Linked DNA regions of Mus musculus: all the other regions are linked to region 4. The links are chromatin contacts, called in public HiChIP or PLAC-seq and promoter capture Hi-C maps. All regions are on one chromosome and are shown on one strand. The core of a region is the stretch at or near the end of the contact, and the rest is flanking DNA. Distances in the headings are between cores, read along the strand shown.

What was found. Promoter capture Hi-C pulls out the DNA fragments that hold promoters and counts their contacts. HiChIP or PLAC-seq counts read pairs in DNA pulled down with a chosen protein or histone mark.
Region 1: a contact with region 4 is called in a promoter capture Hi-C map of neural stem cells. The contact joins the enhancer-like site here to the promoter of Cdkn1c in region 4. A contact is called at or near these places in 15 of 39 promoter capture datasets (the 3T3-L1 cell line, the C10 cell line, HPC-7-derived erythroid cells and 8 more), 5 of 484 Hi-C or Micro-C datasets (the HL-1 cell line, LSK cells, bone marrow-derived macrophages and 2 more), 16 of 115 datasets of contacts at active chromatin or transcription factors (bone marrow-derived macrophages, craniofacial prominence, embryonic basal ganglia and 12 more) and 4 of 9 other capture datasets (adipose tissue, liver, macrophages and 1 more).
Region 2: a contact with region 4 is called in an H3K4me3 HiChIP or PLAC-seq map of embryonic stem cells, with 21 read pairs. The contact joins the enhancer-like site here to the promoter of Cdkn1c in region 4. A contact is called at or near these places in 9 of 39 promoter capture datasets (the 3T3-L1 cell line, the C10 cell line, the SN4741 cell line and 5 more), 4 of 115 datasets of contacts at active chromatin or transcription factors (embryonic forebrain, embryonic stem cells and stem cell-derived neural progenitor cells) and 2 of 9 other capture datasets (embryonic stem cells and liver).
Region 3: a contact with region 4 is called in a promoter capture Hi-C map of embryonic stem cells, with 10 times the contacts expected there. The contact joins the promoter of Ascl2 here to the promoter of Cdkn1c in region 4. A contact is called at or near these places in 20 of 39 promoter capture datasets (the 3T3-L1 cell line, the C10 cell line, the HPC-7 cell line and 11 more), 2 of 15 datasets of contacts at CTCF or cohesin (embryonic stem cells and large pre-B cells), 8 of 484 Hi-C or Micro-C datasets (embryonic stem cells and reprogramming fibroblasts), 8 of 115 datasets of contacts at active chromatin or transcription factors (embryonic forebrain, embryonic midbrain, embryonic stem cells and 2 more) and 2 of 9 other capture datasets (embryonic stem cells and liver).
Region 5: a promoter capture Hi-C map of neural stem cells shows a contact between it and region 4. The contact joins the enhancer-like site here to the promoter of Cdkn1c in region 4. A contact is called at or near these places in 25 of 39 promoter capture datasets (the 3T3-L1 cell line, the C10 cell line, the HPC-7 cell line and 16 more), 13 of 484 Hi-C or Micro-C datasets (8-cell embryo, the C10 cell line, the CH12 cell line and 10 more), 17 of 115 datasets of contacts at active chromatin or transcription factors (bone marrow-derived macrophages, craniofacial prominence, embryonic basal ganglia and 12 more) and 3 of 9 other capture datasets (adipose tissue, liver and pancreatic islet).
Region 6: a contact with region 4 is called in an H3K27ac HiChIP or PLAC-seq map of embryonic stem cells, with 8 times the contacts expected there. The contact joins the enhancer-like site here to the promoter of Cdkn1c in region 4. A contact is called at or near these places in 5 of 39 promoter capture datasets (the HPC-7 cell line, embryonic stem cells, liver and 1 more), 1 of 15 datasets of contacts at CTCF or cohesin (embryonic stem cells), 32 of 484 Hi-C or Micro-C datasets (B cells, bone marrow-derived macrophages, differentiating embryonic stem cells and 5 more), 29 of 115 datasets of contacts at active chromatin or transcription factors (bone marrow-derived macrophages, cardiomyocytes, craniofacial prominence and 13 more) and 5 of 9 other capture datasets (adipose tissue, embryonic trunk, liver and 2 more).

Annotation. Positions count from the first base shown.
Region 1 is chr7:143,196,555-143,200,130 of GRCm38.p6, reverse strand. The region is part of intron 10 of Kcnq1 (potassium voltage-gated channel, subfamily Q, member 1); the gene reads right to left. Among named protein-coding and RNA genes, the nearest start is that of Gm28821, 58 kb to the right of the region's middle. Within about 2 kb of position 1,775, at least 17 of the 459 cell types and tissues checked have an H3K27ac peak or open chromatin away from gene starts, as enhancers often do. A contact at or near this core is called in neural stem cells, where this site is marked.
Region 2 is chr7:142,948,396-142,951,650 of GRCm38.p6, reverse strand. No RefSeq gene overlaps it. Among named protein-coding and RNA genes, the nearest start is that of Ascl2, 19 kb to the left of the region's middle. Within about 2 kb of position 1,905, at least 14 of the 459 cell types and tissues checked have an H3K27ac peak or open chromatin away from gene starts, as enhancers often do. A contact at or near this core is called in embryonic stem cells, where this site is marked.
Region 3 is chr7:142,967,929-142,971,496 of GRCm38.p6, reverse strand. It overlaps Ascl2 (achaete-scute family bHLH transcription factor 2), which reads left to right and starts at 2,233. Exons shown (of 3, transcript NM_008554.3): 1 at 2,233-2,526; 2 at 2,798-3,568. The coding sequence starts at 2,517.
Region 4 is chr7:143,458,763-143,462,359 of GRCm38.p6, reverse strand. Cdkn1c (cyclin-dependent kinase inhibitor 1C (P57)) reads left to right here and starts at 1,310. Exons shown (of 4, transcript NM_001161624.1): 1 at 1,310-1,507; 2 at 1,644-2,565; 3 at 3,110-3,248; 4 at 3,339-3,597. The coding sequence starts at 1,653. The coding sequence ends at 3,243.
Region 5 is chr7:143,179,653-143,183,091 of GRCm38.p6, reverse strand. Kcnq1 (potassium voltage-gated channel, subfamily Q, member 1) reads right to left here. Exons shown (of 16, transcript NM_008434.2): 3 at 236-362. Among named protein-coding and RNA genes, the nearest start is that of Gm28821, 41 kb to the right of the region's middle. Within about 2 kb of position 2,116, at least 62 of the 459 cell types and tissues checked have an H3K27ac peak or open chromatin away from gene starts, as enhancers often do. A contact at or near this core is called in neural stem cells and pancreatic cancer cells, where this site is marked.
Region 6 is chr7:143,118,032-143,121,540 of GRCm38.p6, reverse strand. The region is part of intron 1 of Kcnq1 (potassium voltage-gated channel, subfamily Q, member 1); the gene reads right to left. Among named protein-coding and RNA genes, the nearest start is that of Kcnq1, 13 kb to the right of the region's middle. Within about 2 kb of position 1,845, at least 49 of the 459 cell types and tissues checked have an H3K27ac peak or open chromatin away from gene starts, as enhancers often do. A contact at or near this core is called in bone marrow-derived macrophages, embryonic stem cells, induced pluripotent stem cells and 1 more, where this site is marked.

The sequences.
Region 1 (3,576 bases), core at 526-3,025, 260 kb after region 4:
TCCCCAACTAAATCATCACCTAGGAGTGAGCACACAATTAAAAGATGCAACCCAGCTGCAGCTGAATGCTCACCAAGACCAGCCCTAGAAGAAGCCTATACTTAAGGACAAAGGAGGTCCAGTTAAACCTGCAAGCAAGCCTCAGAGGTTCACACTGTTAGCAATGTGAGCAACTAATGAGAAGAAGAATCTAAAAAAGATAAAATCAAAACACTGGGCAACACATTCCAGGAAGGGTGTGTGTGTGTGTGTGTGTGTGTGTGTGTGTGTGTGTACGTGAGTATACATGTATACGTGTGTTTGCATATGTGTATGTAAGTGTATGTGAGTACGTGTGTACATGTGTGCTTATGTGTCTGTGTTTGTGTGTTTGTGTATTTGTGTGTGTCAGTGGGGGATTAACAGTATACCTAGAACACAACCAGAAGTCACGGGGCTCAAGAGATGGGTCCACATGAGACAACAGTCAGCAATATATTTAAAATATAATCCTATGGGGACCATAGAAATTCACAGCCTGCCTGGATTGGAGTGGAGTGCATCCAGCAAGCACCTCTGTCACTAACAGCTTTGTGAACTGGAAGTCAGAGGTGCTGTTTGACACACATCAGCAGACCTACTGTGTGTGTGAGAATACTCAAGCCTTACCCACAGTGGCTACTAGTGTGGAGATGCCCACTAATCCTACATTGAGTCCTTAAGATCCCTATGGACAGCAGCAGTCAAGTTACCAGGGTCAGGTTCTCTGGACCTGAACTTGGACAATGGCTTCTCCATCAACCAGGGCCTTGGGTCTTGCTTTGCACTTCTTCCTTGAGCCTGGATATCAATCCCTCTGGGATGCTAGTAAGTTGAATGGCATGTGGCTTGAGTCCTCCAAGAGTGAGAGACAATACTTCTCAGGCCTATATGGTCCCCTGAACCCTCTCTGTTAGCATTCTGTCCCCTGTAAAGGTACAAGATCCTGGCAAGAGTGGTGGGCCTTTGGGGGAGTTGTAGACTTCTTTCTGCTTTCCACAGTGTTTCTTTACAGGAGGCACAGACCCATTTTTACTGCAGGGTAGCCTGAGCCCTAATGCTACCATAAAAAGACCCCTTACTTTACCTGCTTCCACCAGTCCAATTCCACCACACCTGCACACATCTCTTAGGTGAGCTTAGTAGAGTGTCCTTACAGGGGAGGTCCCCGCATGATTCTGGGTCTCTGCTAGTCATCTTTAGTTGGGACCAGCACTGCAGCTCACTTCTACCCACTGTATAGTAAAAGAACACTATACAGGTAGATTTTTGCACACCATGAACAGGTAAGTGTCCTCTGCAAGGACAAGATGATGGCTTCCTAGTTCTCATACACAAATGAGGTCCAAGTCCCGGTTTAGCCTGGCACTAGAAGTCAGTGTGTCTGCTTGGGATCTGCCTCGTGGGAGCAGGCACTCTGGGGCTTTCCCAGTGATGGCAACCCTCCCTCCCCGCCTGGGATTAGCACCTCGTCTCTATGCCAGAGTGCTCAAGATTCCCAAGAGTCTCTTGGGTGAGAAGATTGGGGTGTATCAGGTAACCTGTGAAGTAAGGGTTGCCCCAGATCCTTAGAGGGGCAAGACCAGTGGCTCGGTCTCTAAAATCTGGTGGCTCTGGACTAGGCTGACTTATCACATTAACAGAAAGAGACGACACGGTGTGGGAGCATTCCACAAGCAGTGCTGCTTTCTCTGCTCGTGCACCTCATTAACATGCCGCAGACATCACTGCGGACTTCATAACACTAAGCAGGCTGAATGGACGGCAGGGACACTGCTGCCCCGTATTCAGAAAACATCGAGTGATGCTTCTCCTGGGCAGGCACAGGGCTGCATCCCTGCCGCCTCTGCTCACGCCCAACCTGCCCATTAGCATTAGCAGAAAGCCCCTATTTGCATTGAGACAATGGTCCTACCCCTGAAGCAGAGCTGCAGGGGCACTGGGCATTTGTTGGCACAATTGCCCTTTGTGCCCGCTCCAGTGGGCAGGCGGGGAGTATGTCCCAGGGGCTCATGGAGATGTGGCCAGCCCCGAGCCAAATCCCCATGCCATCTGATGAGGACGCAGCAGCTTGGCGCTCAGTAAAGTGGGGCCCAGGCTGGGTCCTGACAGACGGGATGCCTAAGATAGCCTTCGAGAGCATAGAACAGCCATGGCCCCTTTCTTGAACACTTCCCACCCTCCTGCCAAGATGTGGTGGTGGGAACAATGACACGGGACACAGATCAGCTGCCCTTAGAGAAGCTGGACTTGGTAGGCTGGGGCCCAGACACTTGTTAGAAGAAAGATGAAGAATAATACTGTTGGTCACCCTCTGCTGTACCTGAAACTGTCCTTACAACTGCCAATGAGCTGGAAGTTTCTGGAGGATCCTGGAGCATTCTACTTAGTCACAAAACATTCTGGCAGGTCCCAGGCACTGGGAGGAAGTCTGAGAAGGGAGAGACACACCTACATGACAGCAGAGTGGAGGGATAGAGTGTCAACTCAGGAGACACTGCTACACACACACAGTTGGTCTCAACCCTTAGTTCCCACTCTACCAAGCATCCAACATCAGTGCCTCCTTCTTGCCAGGCACAAGACCTGGCCATTGTGGCACATGAGACTGGACACTCAGTCTCTAACAGGACACTCAAATGAAGCCTTCCCATGGAGCCTGGGATTCTTGAAGGTAAGCAGAACAATTCTGAATGAGAGGCAAGATTCTGATGGGAGAAACCAGGACCTTAGGAGCCAGCTCTAGGTAGTGGGTTGCCTATCATTGCTGTAGCAAACAAGTATTCAGGTAGGATGGGGAGAGAGGATGAGGTGAGCATTGGTGCCTTTGGCTCAAGCTTCCACCTCTCCATCTGGAAAAGGGCTCTCTCCTGACCTCAAGTACTGAGGTCCAACTATCACTTATTGTGCTTTTAGTCAGGTGCCCCCTCCACCCAGGACTGCATCTTGGGCAAAGTCTCTCCTCCCTGCCTTTGGGAGAGTGGTTCCTGGGCTGCCCCAATTCATGGGTACTCTGATCCCTTAGATAAAATGGCATAGCATTTGCGGAGAACCTGCTTGTACGTCTTCATGACACCTCCCGATTCTTTAGAAGAGGAACTTCCACGTAATAGTCTGTAAACAGATTGAGTCAGAGGATGAAGAACCTGTGGATGCTGGATGTCTGGACTATTTGCCTTAGCATACAGTCTTGGGAGGAAACAGCCAGCAGGACAGTGTAAGGGGCTTCCCAGGAGATGCTGAGCAAAAGGTATACGGTGACATGGGCCACATCCCAGGCCTAGCTCACAATCTAGCTTACTATCTCGATACCCATACTTTTCAGGGGAAGGAAAAGACCAGAACAGTTCAAACTTGAGTTATAGACAGCTGCTAGAGTCATTTACCCTGAGGTGGGCACTGAAGTTTTTAGAGATATATGAGAACTACAGGGGAAGTCCCTTCCACAGCCACCTATGCTGTCTCCCAGGGGTTATGCTGTAAACTCAGGAGACACTGCTGCACACACACTGTTGGTCTCAACCCTTAGTTCACACTCTACCAAGCATCCAACATCAT
Region 2 (3,255 bases), core at 656-3,155, 510 kb after region 4:
TGATACATGTTTTGTTATAGCTATTTTGCTGCTCTAAGTTGAGCTTTTGGAAAAATGAGTTCTAATAGCTCATTACAGATATTTGAGAACATGCTTCAGTTCTCGACATTAATACACACTTAGTTTCCTGGTGAGCTTTTGTTTGTTTCTGGTGGTGGGGTACTACTTAACATCCATAATATCCATGCCACTGGGAATAGAGATAATTTTATTTCTTCCCTTAAAATATATATGTTTTAAAAATGTTATACTGGTTGAGCCTTCCAGTGAAAAATGTAAAGTCAGAGAGGCAAGAGAGAAACCCCATGCCTTCTCTAATCATAAGGAGAGCACCACTGTGGTCCTTCACCATTGAACATGCTAGCTTCCTTTTGAGATCCTAGTTATTATTTTCAGTGCTAGGGGCTTAATCTAAGACTCTTGCACATACTAAGCAAGTATACTAGCCGTCACTGACTGTAACCTCAGTTCTTTTTCCACTTGAAAAAATAATGTAGTGTGTGTGTGTGTGTGTGTGTGTGTGTGTGTGTGTGTGTGTGTGTGTGAAGTTCTCATAGTGACCAGAAGATGGTGTCAAATCCCTTGAACTGGAGTGACAAGACAGTTCTGAGCTTCCATGTGGGTGCTGGGAATTGAACCCAGGTCCTCTGCAAGAGCAGTAAGTGTTCTTGACCACTGAGATATCTTCTTGACCCCATGGATTTTTTTTTTATTGTACCATTTTGTTCCCATTTTTGGCTTATTAAAGTCAATCTTTCTATTTTGTTTTGTTTTGAGATTTTGAACCTAGGATCTTGTGCATAGTGGGCAAGTACTCTAGTACAGAACTACATCCCTAACTCTGGTTTATTTATACCCCCTTGATAAAAAATTTGCCTTGGATTTTATTTTATATCATAACATATTATGCAATATCACACATACACATGTGCAAACACAAACTTAGTTATTTAATCAATGGCTACCAGATAATAATATCACACTGTTTTATGTATCATGGTAGGAATATTTTTAAAGATTGGTTCTTCTTCTTCTTCTTCTTCTTCTTCTTCTTCTTCTTCTTCTTCTTCTTCTTCTTCTTCTTCTTCTTCTTCTTCCTCTTCCTCTTCCTCTTCTCTCTCTCTCTCTCTCTCTCTCTCTCTCTCTCTCTCTCTGTGCGTGTGTGTGTGTATGTGTGTGTGTGTGTGTGCCACCTGTGTGTAGGTGATTGCAGAATCCAATAGATGGTATTAAATCCCCTGGAACTGGAGTGGCAGATGTTTGTCTGCACTCTTCTTCTAGGCTTCTATTCTGAGATCTCAATTAAATATGCGTTAGAGTTAAATATCAAAGCTCTGTCAGTGCAGGAGGATGGGGGTGGGGCGCCGGTCTGTTTTTATGGCTATCCCTGTATTTCCATGTCCTGTGGACCCAGCCTCCTCAGAGTTCCTCCTCCCCCTCCTGCTGTGGTTCCGGGGTGCACAGCTCACTCCTCACCACAGGTTTGTGGGCTTCTAGAATTCCCCGGATGGGCTGTTCTTCGATGGCACCCTAAGCTGGATGGTTTTCTTTCTCCCCCTCAGGGAGAGCCTTCTCTCTGCAGTAGCAAGCAGCTTTCCCCCCAGGAGCAAATAAACTAACTGGCTGAGTTTGCGCCCTGGGCAGTGTGTTAGTCACCTTTCTGTGATTTTGCTTCGACAAAATACTTGAGAAAAACAACTGAGAAAGGATTTAGTTTGGCTGGTGGTTTTAGTCTCCTGGTGGGGTGGGGACTGGCTGCATTGTTTCTTGGCCAGTTGTGGGGGTGGGGGGTGGGGGTGGGGGGAAGACAGCCTCGTGACAGAAGGGTGTGGCAGAGCAGACCTGCTCTAGTCAAGGTGGTGGGGAAGCAGGAAGCAGAGTGAGGACAGTGCTGAGGCTAAGTATACCCTTTAAAGTCACACTTCCCAGTGACCTACTTCCCCATCCAGGCCCCTCCTCCTAAGAGCCCAGCTAATTGTGAGTTCATCAGTAGATTCACCCTTGGATTTAGTCAACTAATGAGCCAATCACCTCTCAGTAGTGTCATTAGCTTGGGGCCAACTCTGTAACCCCTTTTTTGTTGGGGGGGGGGATATTTAATTGAAGAGCTATGGACACTTGATGTCTCCTGGGAGAAGGAGAGTCAGCTATCTATCTATCTAAATATCTATCTGGAGTCAAAGGGTTATTTAAAAAAAAAAAAAAACAAAAAACCCAGCCAAACATCATGGTGACACATGCCTTTAATCCCAATACTTGGAAGGTAGAGGCAGGCAGATCTCTGTGAGTTGGAGACCAGTCTGGTCTACATAGAAAGTTCCTGAACAGTCATGGTTACATAGAAAGACCTTGTCTTAAAAAGAAAAATTAGACAGGAAGTTGATGGGTGTGGGTTGGGAAGATGGGTGGATCTAAGGAATTAGGGGGAAGACTTGGGGGGGATAATTATGATCAAAATGCATTGTATGAACTCTCAAAGAATTAATACGAATATTTTTAAAGTAGCTATAATTCAAGGTTGTCTTGGGTCTGGATACCAAGGGGTCCTGGACATTGAGTTGCAGGGCAAGACCACAAGAGACAGGCAGCTGATCAACTATGTCCAGAGAGCTGCAGTGTGGCCTGACTTCTGTCAGAGAGAGAGAGAGAGAGAGAGACAGACAGACAGACAGACAGACAGACAGACAGAGAGTCTTTAAAGGATCTGTAACCTGACACACAGTATGGGGGATCCCAAGATACCCACTAATCCCCTTTGTAAGTATCCAAAGATATGCATGGACACTCTCAGTGGGTGGTGGCATGTATCAATGCACTCCAAATTGAAGCAAACCTAAGCTGCTTAGGTTTCTGTCAACTTGACACAAGCTAGAGTCATCAGGGAAGAAGGAACCTCAACTGAGAAAATGACACCATTTTTTTTTTCTGGTAGGCAAGTCGGTGGTGCATTTTCTTGATTAAAGATTTAGCTCACTGTGGGTGGTACCACACCTGGACAAGCGGTCCTGGGGTGTGTAAGAAAGCTGGCTGATCAAGACAGAACAAGCCAGTAAGCAGTGTTCTTCCATGGCCTCTGTTTCAGTGGCTGGCTGCCTTGAGTTACTGCTGTGACTTCCCTTCCCGATAAACTGTAAGATGAAATAAACCCTTTCCTCTCCAAGTTGCTTTGAGCCAGTGTTTTATCACAGCAAGGGAACCTAGAAAGGGAGTGGTGTAAGATCCAGGAAGATGGGGAAGTTAGAGGGTTCAGAAGCA
Region 3 (3,568 bases), core at 984-3,483, 490 kb after region 4:
CAGTGTTTTATTTCTTCTCTTGGCTGAACAATATTTCCTTCTGAGTCAGTTCATGCTTTATCCATCCATTTGTCTGTTGATGGACATCTGGCTGTTTCAAAACATTTAAATGAAGATCACATGGCTAAGGATAGAGCCAGAGCCCAAGCCCCCCAAAAGAGATGTATGAAACTCTTATGATCAGGGGAGAACTGCTTCTGGAGCAAGAGAACTGCCACCAGGATGGTTAGAGGATGTGGGTACGTGAAGTTAAGAAATGAAGGGGCACACCTAGGGAGACGCCAATCCCTAGGGAACTGTCACCTTTAAGCTGAGGAAGGTAGGTTGGGCTTGCAGAAAGTACGAGGGCCAGGATGGGGGAGGGGCCAAGGTGGGAAAGGTGCTGAGTAGGATGAGATGCTGGCTTTATAGAAGTAGGGTATGTACCAGCCTGAGAGGAAGGAAATATGGTGAGACCCCTGAAAGAGTCGTGAGTCTTTACACACACACACACACACACACACACACACACACACACACACAGACACACACACAGACACACGGTGATGTACCTAAGTTGCTAGATTGCCTAGAATGCACCACATTGTCTAGCATGTATCATATATGAAGCCCTGGGTTCCATCTCCAGCATCACATACAATGAGTGTGACGGTGCATGCCTATAATCTATCTGGAGATATAAGAAGAAGATAGACGTTCTGAAGTTCACAGTCATCCTTAGCTATGTAGTGAATTAAGGGCTAACCTAAGCTTCAGGAGACTCTCCCACCACCACCCCTAAATGGAGGAAAAGTACAAAAAACAACTTAGGGAAAGGCAGGGAGGAAACAGGGCAGCAGTGGTCTCCGTACAGTGAGGGTTTGCAGATCAAACCTCCTCAGGGCACCAGGATACAAACTGTTTCCATCTCTTCTGTATATGTGTGCATGCTTGCGTGTGCAAGGATGAGCACAGCAGTGTGTATGGAGGTTGGAGGATATCTTGGATGTTGGTCCTTCCCTTCCAGCCTGTTTAAGATAGACGTTGTTGTTCATTATTGCAGTCCTGGGGCTAGCTGGCCTGGAAGTTTGAAGGAATTCTCTTCTTGGCATCTTGGGTTTCTATGGGTTCTGAGGATTTGAACTCAGGTCCTCACACTTGCACAGCAAGTGCTTTACTTAACAATCTCCCCAGACCAACTGGATTGCTCCAAACAGCAGAGAAGTGACTAGACTTATCCAAGTGCTCTTAGCAGACACCCGGGAAATTTCGACTCACTGCCCACTTCCCACAGCAAGGTTATCAAAAGGCTGGATTAGGATGATACAGCCTTGACGAATCCTGGAGAGTCATGGAACCTGCAGGCAGCCCCACACTGGCAGTACATGCTCCAAGGCAGTGCGAAAGCAGAGAGAAGCCTGGTTTTGGTAGCCCTCCCCCAGTCGGATATTTACAAAGAAAGTAACTCCAGGTTACTACCCACAGGATAGACCACTTGAACCCTATAGGTCTTGCTTGGCTCCCAAGCACCTACCTAGTCCTTTGAGGGAAAAATTGGGCTTGCTACGGCCTTGAGAGCACACTTCTGGGACAATGGGGCAAAACTGAGACTTTGACAAGGTCAGTGCATTTCCCTTCCCCTTCAACCTTCCCTCCACCGGCCTCAGGGGAAGGATGGGACTGAGAGGTCTGCTGGAATCCGAAGAAGTGTTATTGAACAAAAAGTCCAGGAACCGAACAAAAACTAGTCTGGGTAGATTCACCATTAGGAAAAGAGACCCAGACTTGGAGAGCTGGCTGTAAGGTGCAGATGGGTGACAGTGTGAGAAAGGAGTGGACTTGATTGTATTCTCTCAGGTCAGGGCAACCGGTCCTGGGGATTCTTGAAAACACAGAGGCATGGGGTGTGCATGAGGGGCTAAATGGGTACAGGTGCCCAGGAACATGAAATTTCCCATTACTGGTCTGAACCACTCCTCAAGCCCTTCTCACACTCAAGGGGCACAGGTGTGCTCCTGCAATGCGTGGACACCGGGTCCTGGTGGAGGAGCAGGGTGGGGCGGAGTGGGCGTGGAGCCTTGTGCGAGACACTCCCCCATCTCTGGAGCCACGCGCCAGGCGTACGCTTCCTTCTGGCCCCGGCATAGGACCGCGCCAATTGTCATTGGCCAAACGGGCGATCCCAGATTGGCTGAGACCCCGGCTCCCGCCTCCTCCGCCAGGGGGAGGGACGTGGGTGCGGGTTTGAGGCTCGTGCTACCCTAGGGGGTCGCGCTCTTCTGCCTCCTACCTCTTGGTCACCGCAAAGCTTGGTCCGGTTCTTCATCCGGCTGCAAGCGCTAGGTGTGCGGAGACCTGGCAGCTCTTGGGGCTTAAGGGCTGAGCACCAGGACGGGTGGAGGTGCCTGTAGAGTACATTCGGACCCTCTCTCGGACCCTCTCTCAGCCCCTGAGTGTGCGGGACCTGCGGAGCGCAGTTCGGGATCTGCACTCGAGGATTTTTCGAGGACGCAATAAGCTAAGCATCTGCCCGGAGCATGGAAGCACGTCAGTAGGCCATGAACTGCACCCGGGAGGGGTGGGGGTGGAAGCGCACGGTGTCAGCTTTGCAGAATGTGTACGCCAAGGGGAGGGTGAAGCGTGGCGGGAGGGCGAGGCGAAGGAAGGAGGGCGTGAGAAAGGAGGCGGTGGCGGGCGGAGGAGAGTTATCTATACTTTTTAAAAAAAAGGAGCCGCTTGAGCCGCGTAAAGGGAGACTTGGGGAGCGCCTGACAGCACGCGCGGGACACGAGAGTACCACGCTTCCCTACTCTTTCAGACCTTGACTGGTACGGGGTCCCAGGACTGCAGGAGGCCAGCGACGCGTGCCCTAGGGAGTCCTGCAGCAGTGCCCTGCCTGAGGCCCGTGAAGGTGCAAACGTCCACTTCCCACCGCACCCGGTTCCTCGCGAGCACTTTTCCTGTGCCGCACCAGAACTCGTAGCAGGGGCCCAGGGGCTGAATGCAAGCTTGATGGACGGCGGCGCGCTGCCCAGACTCATGCCCACCTCGTCTGGAGTCGCTGGAGCCTGCGCTGCTCGGCGGAGACAAGCGTCTCCGGAATTGCTGCGCTGCAGCCGGCGGCGGCGATCTGGAGCAACCGAGGCCAGCAGCAGCTCGGCTGCCGTGGCACGCCGCAATGAGCGCGAGCGCAACCGCGTAAAGCTGGTAAACTTGGGCTTCCAGGCGCTGCGGCAGCACGTGCCGCACGGCGGCGCCAACAAGAAGCTGAGTAAGGTGGAGACGCTGCGCTCCGCGGTAGAGTACATTCGTGCGCTGCAGCGGCTGCTCGCAGAGCACGACGCGGTGCGTGCCGCGCTCGCTGGGGGGCTGTTAACACCCGCTACTCCGCCGTCCGATGAGTGCGCGCAGCCCTCTGCCTCCCCTGCCAGCGCGTCTCTGTCCTGCGCCTCTACGTCTCCGTCCCCGGACCGCCTGGGCTGCTCTGAGCCTACCTCCCCGCGCTCCGCCTACTCGTCGGAGGAAAGCAGCTGCGAGGGAGAGCTAAGCCCGATGGAGCAGGAGCTGCTTGACTTTTCCAGTTGGTTAG
Region 4 (3,597 bases), core at 61-2,560:
ATTTGTAATATGGTGTACCGAGAAAAAGAAATCCTTACAGGTCACAGGCTCTGGTCTCTCCACCAGAGCAGCTTCCAAACCCCGTCTCTCACCTGTTCCAGGACAGTCTGGCCCCTGGCTTCAGGGTTTGACTTGACTCCCGGGTTGGCCCAACTTACCTAACCCTGTAAATAGGGTTCTGTCTCAAAAGTCTCACAGGCATCTCTGCTGGGAGCTGAGAGCTTGGGGCTCTGCAGGGCCTTTCAAGTATGTCCGGAAGTCCTGGTTCCCCAGGGCGGGGGGAGGGGGCCAGCTCCTGGCACATGCCTGAGTCACCTTCTCGACTCCCTGCCCTAAATAATGAACTCCTTTTGGCGGCGGTAGCGGAGGCAGCAGGGGCGGGGGGCGGGGGGGGGGCTCTGTCAGGCCATGTCGGGTGTGTTTGTGTGAGTATTCAGGGCCCCACCAAGAGGCACTGCTGTGGAGGAGGGGTCATTCTCTCTTTTCTAGCATAACTACTTCCAGCCAACTAAGGTAGGCAGAACTGGGGGTCGAATATGGCCTGACCCAAACCTAAGGTCCTAGGCATCTATCAGTGATGTAGGTACAGGCTAGGATGGGCCCAACTTGTGTCTCATCTCCCGGGTAGGTGGGCCTATTATAGACCAGGCTACAGATCTTTTAGATCTCTACAGTATTGTTCCTCAGGAAAAGAATGGATGTGACCCCTGTCTCTAACTCCGTGATAGAGGGTCTTAGGGCCAGCAGGTGTGCAGATGCCTCGAAGGCAGATACTTAGGCCTGGGTGTAGAGGGTGGATCCAGCCACGGTACTGCCAGGACCAGGACCCAGCTGGTAGTAGTAGGTTAAAGCCCTAATCAGTTGGTGCAGTCCTAGGGCTAGCGCGGGCTGCGGGGACCGAGGGACCTTCACCGACGTCGGCATCGCCGAGGGGCTGTGCCCAGCTCCATGGTCCGAGGGGGCGCGCGCGTCGCGGCTGCGCGAGCCCCCGCCTGCAGACAAAGGAGCCCGCGGGGGGCGGGGGGGGGGATGGGGCGAGGGGGAGGGGCGTCGCGGTGTCACGTTACCGCCCGCAGAGCTCTTTAACTCGAGCCCCGCCCCTTGTCCCGCGCAGCCCGCTCGCCGTGCGGCCGCCAATCAGCGCCCGCCCGTCACCCGCCCCGCCCGGCCCCGGGGGTGTGTGCGCGCAGCCAATGAGCGTGGCGCGGGGGCAGGGCCTCTGTGGGCGGGGCGGGCTGCACCCTCCAATCGCCGCGGTGTTGTTGAAACTGAAAATACTACATTATGCTAATCGTGAGGAGGCCCGCGCGCGCGGGGGTGGGGCCAGCGCGTATAAAGGGGCGCAGCGGGCTGGGCGTTCCACAGGCCGAGTGCGCTGTGCTCGAGGGGTGCCGGCTAGGCCCGACTGAGAGCAAGCGAACAGGCAGGCAAGCTCCGAGGGGGCGCGGCCCAAGCTGGACAGGACAAGCGATCCAGACGCAGGAGCCGTCCATCACCAATCAGCCAGGTAGCCGCTGCGTCCTTAGGCAGAGGCGGACGCGGGCTGTGCAAGGGGTCTCACCCACGCCCAGCCTCCGCCCTCCTCCTCTCCCCTCTTCCTTCTCCTCCCGTTCCCTTCTTTCTCGCTGCCCGCGTTTGCACAGCCTTCGACCATGGGCATGTCCGACGTGTACCTCCGCAGCAGAACAGCGATGGAACGCTTGGCCTCCAGCGATACCTTCCCAGTGATAGCGCGTAGCAGCGCCTGCCGCAGCCTCTTCGGGCCTGTAGACCACGAGGAGCTGGGCCGCGAGCTGCGGATGCGCCTGGCCGAGCTGAACGCCGAGGACCAGAACCGCTGGGACTTCAACTTCCAGCAGGATGTGCCTCTTCGAGGCCCTGGTCGTCTGCAGTGGATGGAGGTGGACAGCGAGTCTGTGCCCGCCTTCTACCGCGAGACGGTGCAGGTGGGGCGCTGTCGCCTGCAGCTGGGGCCCCGGCCACCCCCGGTGGCCGTGGCTGTCATCCCGCGTTCTGGGCCGCCGGCTGGCGAGGCCCCCGACGGCCTAGAGGAGGCGCCTGAGCAGCCGCCCAGCGCCCCAGCCTCGGCCGTGGTCGCGGAGCCCACCCCACCCGCGACCCCGGCCCCGGCTTCAGATCTGACCTCAGACCCAATTCCGGAGGTGACCCTGGTCGCGACCTCCGACCCGACTCCGGACCCGATCCCGGACGCGAACCCGGACGTGGCGACTCGGGACGGCGAGGAACAGGTCCCTGAGCAGGTCTCTGAGCAGGGCGAGGAGTCGGGTGCTGAGCCGGGTGATGAGCTGGGAACTGAGCCGGTCTCTGAGCAGGGCGAGGAGCAGGGCGCAGAGCCGGTCGAGGAGAAGGACGAGGAGCCGGAGGAGGAGCAGGGCGCGGAGCCGGTCGAGGAGCAGGGTGCGGAGCCGGTCGAGGAGCAGAATGGGGAGCCGGTCGAGGAGCAGGACGAGAATCAAGAGCAGCGCGGCCAGGAGCTGAAGGACCAGCCTCTCTCGGGGATTCCAGGACGTCCTGCACCCGGGACTGCTGCGGCCAATGCGAACGGTGCGATCAAGAAGCTGTCGGGGCCTCTCATCTCCGGTGAGCCCCGCACGGCCCCGCCCCGGCCCGGCCTCGCTTTGTCCGGCCGGCCGGGCTCTCCCTCGCCCTCGGGGGCCTCGCCCGGTCCCCGCCTCCTCCCGTGGCATTAAAGGGCCCGCGGCGCTTAGGGCGCGGTTGCGCCCGCACCCCTTTCCTACTGGTAGGGGTGCAGCTAAGGCTCCCGAGCGTGCAGTGGGAGGGCGAGCCTGGCCGCGACCCACTCGGATCGCGGTCTTTGGCTCGGGCCGCGGGAGCCCCTTAGGGAGCCGTGTGTGCGGCATGGAGGGGGTTAAGTGCGGCGGCAGCCCCGGGGGGCTTGGCCGCGGGACAAGGGGAAATGCTTACACAGCACATTGCGCGGCGACGTAAACAAAGCTGACCCGCCGCGGACCTCGGCGCGGGCGGGGATGGCGCCCCCACCCCGGCCCCGCGCCCTGCGCACTCCGCGGGTCTCCTCGCGGGTCTCTGGGCCGGCCCCGCCCTGACCGACGCGCGTTGTCGCCCGCAGACTTCTTCGCCAAGCGCAAGAGAACTGCGCAGGAGAACAAGGCGTCGAACGACGTCCCTCCAGGGTGTCCCTCTCCAAACGTGGCTCCTGGGGTGGGCGCGGTGGAGCAGACCCCGCGCAAACGTCTGAGATGAGTTAGGTGAGTCTGGCGTCCCCCACGGGGGTCGCGGAGGGGCCGCCCCCGGGGGGTTCCCGCTATGCCTGCTCACCTGAGTCCCTCTTCCCACAGTTTAGAGGCTAACGGCCAGAGAGAACTTGCTGGGCATCTGGGCAGCGGACGATGGAAGAACTCTGGGCTTCGGCTGGGACCTTTCGTTCATGTAGCAGGAACCGGAGATGGTTGCGTAGAGCAGCCCACGGTTTTGTGGAAATCTGAAAACTGTGCAATGTATTGAGAACACTCTGTACCATGTGCAAGGAGTACGCTGGTCCCAAGGTGTAAAGCTTTAAATCATTTATGTAAAATGTTTAATCTCTACTCGCTCTCA
Region 5 (3,439 bases), core at 867-3,366, 280 kb after region 4:
GGAGGGGCAGGGGGTCATGACTTCTGGTAACCAGGAATCTGGGGAGGGTAGGCTACCACCCACACCTGAGGGTTATGCCACTAAAGCAAGATGGGACCCAATAACCAAGGGCACAGGAATAATCTAGGGGTCTCCATCCATGGAGATTCTCTGGGGATGACTGTAATGGGAATGTCCTTCTGGACCCATGAATGTGTGGAATGGAATGTCTGCAGGATGTGTAGGCAGGACTCACCAATGATGGAAATGGGCTTCCGGGCAAAACGTAGCCGGCCCCAGATGCCCACGTACTTGCTGCGGCAGCCTGCAGACCAGAGGCGGACCACATATTCTGTCCCAAAGAACACCACAAGGACAATCTCCTGAGAAAGAAAGCAATAAGCCTGTGTTAGAGGCTATGACCACTCAGGCTAGAGCACCTACACCAAGCTACCATGCCAGGAGCCTCTGCTGAGACACAACCGTGACTAGCAGGCTCAGGTATCCATCTGTGGTAACTCATAGTACCTATAACAACTGTCCAGAGAGGTTAACACACTGAGCCCAGGGATGCTAAGAGTAGACAGTGTCAGCTGTTATTTGCTGGGGAAGACTCCACACCAGGGTTGGGGTTTAATGATCTGGTCTGGTAACATAGTGCTGACATTTGTGTTGTCTAGCTTCATGGAATCAACAGAGCTCAAGTTCTATATCTGAAAATGAGGGTTCAAGGACATGTGTCTTTTGAGGACTGTCTCCCTTAGAGCATAGCTCACAGCTCTGCCTCACACTGGAGACACCGTACCCACCATCCATAGCCTCTATTGAGGTTTGGGTACAAAAGTCCCCCCAATCCATCCAGAGGCAGTAGAGGAATCAAGCAAGGGCACGGGCAGCAACGGATGTGAAATAACTCTCCTAGGTCAATTCACACAGACCAGACCTCTCCCAATGTATCCACATACACTCTGAAGTCAGAGTGCACTGAAAGGGAGGCTTTACAAGCTAGAGAAACCCAGGCTGTCATCCAGGTTACTTACTGCAGTGGATGGACAGATCAACACAAAGGTGGATGGATAGAAGAGGAGATGGGTGAGTGGACAAATGGATAGGCATGTGAGTGGATGGATAGATGGATGAATGGAAGAATGGATGGATAGGTAGATGGATGGATGAATGAGAAGGTGGGAGGATGGGAAAGTGGAGAGATGGACAGATGGATAGATGGACAGATGGATGGATGGATGGATGGATGGATGGATGGATGGACGGATGGATAGATGGATGGGTGTGTCGATGGTTGGTTGAGTAGATGAATAGGAAGGTAAATAAATAATTGCAGGTGACTGGTGTGAGAACCAAGTTAAAAAAAAAAAAAACAAAGTGGATCCATTAGCTCTCTCAATAAAAACAGACTCAGCCTCTGACCATGATTTATAATTCAGCTAGCAGCAATCTTGGGGCCTTCCCAGTCTGTGACAGCACTGGGTGAGAGCAACTGTACTGCTTTGTGTTCACACAGCCTTGACACAAACTGAAGGGACGGTCGCTGGCGGCCTGGCAATCACCATGAGAGAAGTCAAGGTAAGCCTGGGGCCTTGCCTTTGATTGGTGAATAGCCTCTCCTTCCCTAGCCTTCACTATCTGCCTCTTCAATGAAACACCCAAAGACCTGTCACATGCACAGTATCTGGAGGGTGAGGCATTGGCTGGCTTGCTATGGCATAGTGATGTCAGAAGGTCTGGTCTGGGATACCCATACTCTGCTGCCAGTTTCCGTTCTCTCCCAGCTCTTGCCACAGGGTCATTGTCAGGGACTGGCTGCCCTGAGTGAGAATCCCCTTCCTGCTTGTTCCACCCCTGGGCAGCTCAGGTCTGATCCTCAGTCCTGCTATGGCGTGAAAATGTGAGTAGCCGCACCACAAGTGGGTGATGGGAGGATTTGAAATAAGTATACATTCCATGCGAACTACAGCCTATGGTGGCCTCCAGGTCTCCAGCCCTGTCCCAGACCTGTTCCCCAGCTCCCAGCCAGCCTTCTTTGGTATGAGGCCCTTGGGGAAGGCCTGGGGTGAGGAGGTGAAACCACTCCCACATATGTTAGGGGACTGTGCAAAGCCACAAACCCGAGAAGCCACAAAGCATTGTGCTGCTCAGGCCTGCTTCCAGCTGGCTCCCTGCCTGGCCTCCCTCAGGAGCCTGGCCCTGGAGGGAACTTCCTCTTTGAAGGGTGACACATGCTGGCCCTGCCCCCACCTGTCGGCTGCTGGAGAGTCCACCATGAGTGAGGGCTGAATACTGCACATCATATATAAATGCTTTTAATTAAGACAAAATAGTACACCACCTGGCTTGTGTTTTGGGCATGAGCAGTGACTGATGGAAGGAGTGAGCTTGGGAGATCATAGCTCCTTCCTTGTGAGAAAAGCATTTGGCCCATGAAGTGAACTCATTGGGAATGGGGGGGGGGTGGCTATGTGTGGGAGAGCGAGAGAGTGCTGGCAATGATGGGCCCAGTTTGGCTGAGCATACCAGGGAGGAGCCATAGTCTCGTTCACTCCAGTCAGAGCTCAATATTGGCCTGTTGAATGAATGAATGATGAGTGAATGAATGAACGGGCAAATGAACAATCTCTGAGCAGCTGGCTTGCAGGGATATTGATTCATCTTTGTTTCTTGAGAATCTGGGTCTGTAGGGCTGTTGCCCAAAGTACTGTGTGTATCTTTGGCCAACATGAAAAACATACTCCCAATCCCCAGCACAGGATATGACTTCATGGGAGACAGCATGCCTGACCATGAGAAGTCCCAATATTTAGTTACAGTGCTAGCCCAGGCAGAAGGCCTCTGTTCCAATTTCATGGCCATACATCACCCAGCTGGCTGATCATCTAGTGAGTTTCTCTCATTTGCAGATGTTTGTCATTATTCAAATATCTCCTTAGCAATGGCTTCTGATGGCTACAGGTGCCCCCTGACCTAGTACTTGGAGGGAAACCCATTTTGGAATTGGCTATGTGAAACAGCAAGATCCCCTTACACAGATCTCCAATTCAGCATGTGAACACAGTGTGAAGCCTGGATTCAGCGGACTTGAGCCCCTTCATCCCCTGAAAATGTCTGGCTAGTTATGTCCAGGGCAGGCCAGGCTGAGTTAATCAGTAAGGCTCAGGGGCTTCTAGGAAAGAGACATAGGAAAACAACCCTGTCCTAGGTAGAATGTAGCCATATCTAGTGTTTAGACAGAGATAAAATGGTTTTCACCAGCTTTGCACATATACTGGACCTAGGAGGAGTAGCCCTCAGACCAAAGGTCACACTGGAACTCCAGTGAAGAATTAGCATTTAGCAGTAGTGTGAGTCTGTAGGAGACACACTGTGGGGGACAGTTTAATTCAGGTAACAACACCCTAGTCCATAGCAGGGTTAGTGGGGCGAGCTTAGCCCTTGTATAACAGAC
Region 6 (3,509 bases), core at 596-3,095, 340 kb after region 4:
TGGGATACAACAGCTGCCTGCAGATCACAGTGAGAGCCTGAGAGGCTGCTCACTGCTTTTGGTCACCAGGAACAGCCTTTCTAGAAACCCAGAGCTCTCCCCCAGGCACTCACTCCCAGGCAAGTGTAAATGTCAGGGGAGGGGTACAAGAAAGATAGTAACCCTGACATGACACCCCTGCCCCTGACATACACACCCATACCCTTGTCCATCTTTTCCTCTTCACAGGAACACCACATCCAATCAACCAACACACCCACTGATCCAGACATGCATCCACCCATGCATCCTGTGATAGTCTAACACTCCAACTTCCTGAGCCCTAGAAGCCGGACTTGGGAGCAGGGGCCACATAGAAATAGCCATTTAGTATTTGTGGACTGCCACACTGCCCACCCAACACACATGTGCACACATGGAAATATGGACTCCCATCTGGGCCTCTCCTACTCAGTGAGTGTCATGGAAGCTATCTGGACAGAGTTAGAGGCAAGCGTGTCTCAGCCCTACTCCAGATCAGCTTATATGGTTGCCATAGCTTATCTCCTCTAAGCTCTGGAGAACTGCCTCTCTACAGACCTTATTTCCAGAATATTCTCAACATTTACAAGGAGATGACTAGTTCATATGTCCACTTAGAAATAACTCCCTCCAATGCCAGAGACACAGAGGTGTTGGGCAGTGAGAGGGTAGCCTTGGGGGCCTTTAAATGGTCATACATAGCAAGATGAGGAGCCCAAACGCATGATCACATGACCTGTTAGCATCCCTGAGATAGAGGCCCAGACCCTATCCACATGTGGGGAAACAGCCCCAAAGCAAGGTGACCTCCCAGGCCACACAACCCCAGTACGAAGTCTCTGGGATGGTGCCACACCCATCTCAACTGCCGCCTGCCACTACTACTTGCTCAGGAGAGGACATTCTGCAATCCAGCAAAGGCGAGAGGCCAGCTCTGTGTACATGAAGACTTCCTGTTCTCCAGTGTCACCTGAGAGACCAAGTTCCACAGCTGTACCACTGATTCCCTTCCACAGAGTCCCCCCAGAAAGATGGCCATTGTATCTGTCTGCTCAGAGAAACACAGGCAAACCATGTTGCCTTTGCTGCCTGGGCCTGTCTTTTGTCTATCGTCTTCCCAGGGACTAGGTCACTTGAGGGTCACTCGCCATTTCCTGCTTTCTACTTGGCTGGGAGGATCTGGGTTTTATGGTTTCTCTGGAAACCTCCACTGTGTACTGCATACAGAACCCTAGAAGGTGAACCCACAACTTGTCTGGGTGCTCAGTGAATCCCAGCCTTCCTGGGATCAGAGAGCTTTGTGAGAGTACCAGGCAGGGCTCCTGAACTATGAAGCTAGTGCTGCCAGTCATTGGTAGCCAGGTGTTCAATCTGGTCTGACTCAAAGACACCAAATTTCCTGTGTGGTTTTGTACACATCCCTGGCCTTCAGGTTCTCACAAAGAATAACCACGCCCATCTGGCTAAAGCAATTCTAGGACCCAGATGTGGTGTGTAGACTACAGCTCCCCCGCTGAGCCATGGAAGGAAGGCAAGCCATATTGGATTCTGTCAGCCCTGAATCACCTAGCCAGGGTACAGAACAAGAACACAGGCTTTCCTGAGACTCTCGCCTGCATAGAGGGAACTGTCTGAAAGCAGGCAGTCTCACTGCTCAAGGAGGGGCAGAACCATGTGGGTGACAACAGGTAGCAATCCACTCCAGGCTGTCCTCTAGAGGACCTGTGGAGTAAACAGCAAACTCACTGTGCCTGGGCCAAGCACCATGATATTATAGCCCGTCCCCAGAGAGGGAGAGAGGGACTCTGTAGGAGTGACCCTACAGAACAAAAACCACCTCAAAGACTTTTATGCATGCCTCATTACTTGGAAACTGGGAAGGGCCTGGCCAGTTACCAAGTGAAAAACTTCAGGCAGGGGGGAGGAGGAGAGAAGAGGGAGGAGGAGGAAGTAGGGAAGGTAAAGGGAGGTGGGGGAAGGGTTAGGGAGGGGGAGGGAAGTAGGAAAGGAAGGAAGAGGAGAGGAGGGGGATGGGAAGGGGAGAAGGAGGAAATGGAAGGTGGGAGGAGAAGGGGAGAAATAGAGGAAGTAAAAGCATGACAGGAGAGGAGGAGTTGAAGGGGTGGGGAATCCTTGCCCACTTTCCAGACAACGATCGCTGGACTTCAGGTCAGCACTGAAGGCAGCTGCAAGCCTTGGCTGTCTACAGATAGGACCACAGACTTGCTGTATGGAAAGTTGAAAAACACTAGGCATTTCTTCCCTTTCAAGAAGTATAAGATAGAGCCAGGGGTGGTGGCACACGCGCCTTTAATCCCAGCACTCGGGAGGCAGAGGCAGGCGGATTTCTGAGTTCGAGGCCACCCTGGTCTACAAAGTGAGTTCCAGGACAGCCAGAGCTATACAGAGAAACCCTGTCTCAAAAAAGCAAGAAGTGCAAGATAGACACCAGACCATAGGAGATATGTAAGTGGCTTCAGCCAAAGTCAGGTGGCTTCTCTGACTTAGAAATGTGATCTCCACCCCCACCCCCACATTCCTGGGGGCCTCCAGCAGGGCCAGGGCAGCTGTAAGTAAGCTGTAAGCTTGTACATCTTCCAAGGTTCACCAACAGCCCTCTGGTTTTCCTCCCCTGACTCTTGCCCTAACATTTCTACATCCCTCCTGTCTCCTCACAACTCTCTGAGCCAGGTGGGCATGCTACTGCTCCTGAGCACTGGTTAGCTCCCCAATGTTAGTCCTCCAGAGTTCCAGGTCACATGAACAGGGCCAATTCCAGGCAGCACTCAGCTCCTATGCTCATCGCCACATAACAACTTTGTAAGCACAGATACGATGGGCCATTCTGGTTAGGTCCCTTCAAGTATTCCCAGAAGCCTGGCCTTCCCATCTCCCTGCCAATATTACAGGGCTGGCATGAAGGAGCACTAGAGCACTGGGCATAAGCCTCAGTCTATCTGCTCCATCCCTGCATTTTCCTGGCATCCTGTCCTCAGGGAGCAAGGGAACTGACCACAGAAGGATCATAGCCACCTCACCCTCTCTCACTGGGCAGAGCCAGTTCACACAGCAGACATAGACCCAACAGGTGACACCCACTGCAGAATGGAGCATACCCTCGAGCAAGGTAATCTCAAACTGGGTTTTGCAATTTGTTTAATCAGGACCCAAGAGAGGGCACATGCTACACACTCTCCCAGTCCTTCTACCCATCTCTCCTCCCCTGCATATTTCGGTCCTTAGGCCTACAGGTCCCCTCCATCTTAACTTGCACACCTCAATTCCACCATGAGCACCAAAGCATGCTCCTCTTGCCACAGTATTTCCCAAAAGCTTGATCAGGAGGCTGTACTCAGCTCATTTACTCCTCCAGTAGTGATGCCAATGTAGGTCCTGGTTGAACAATTCTACCCAATACCTGCTGTCCCACCCATCTAGATTTTGGACAAGTTGGTAACTGAGACCCTCAAGGCCGAATCTGTGATTTC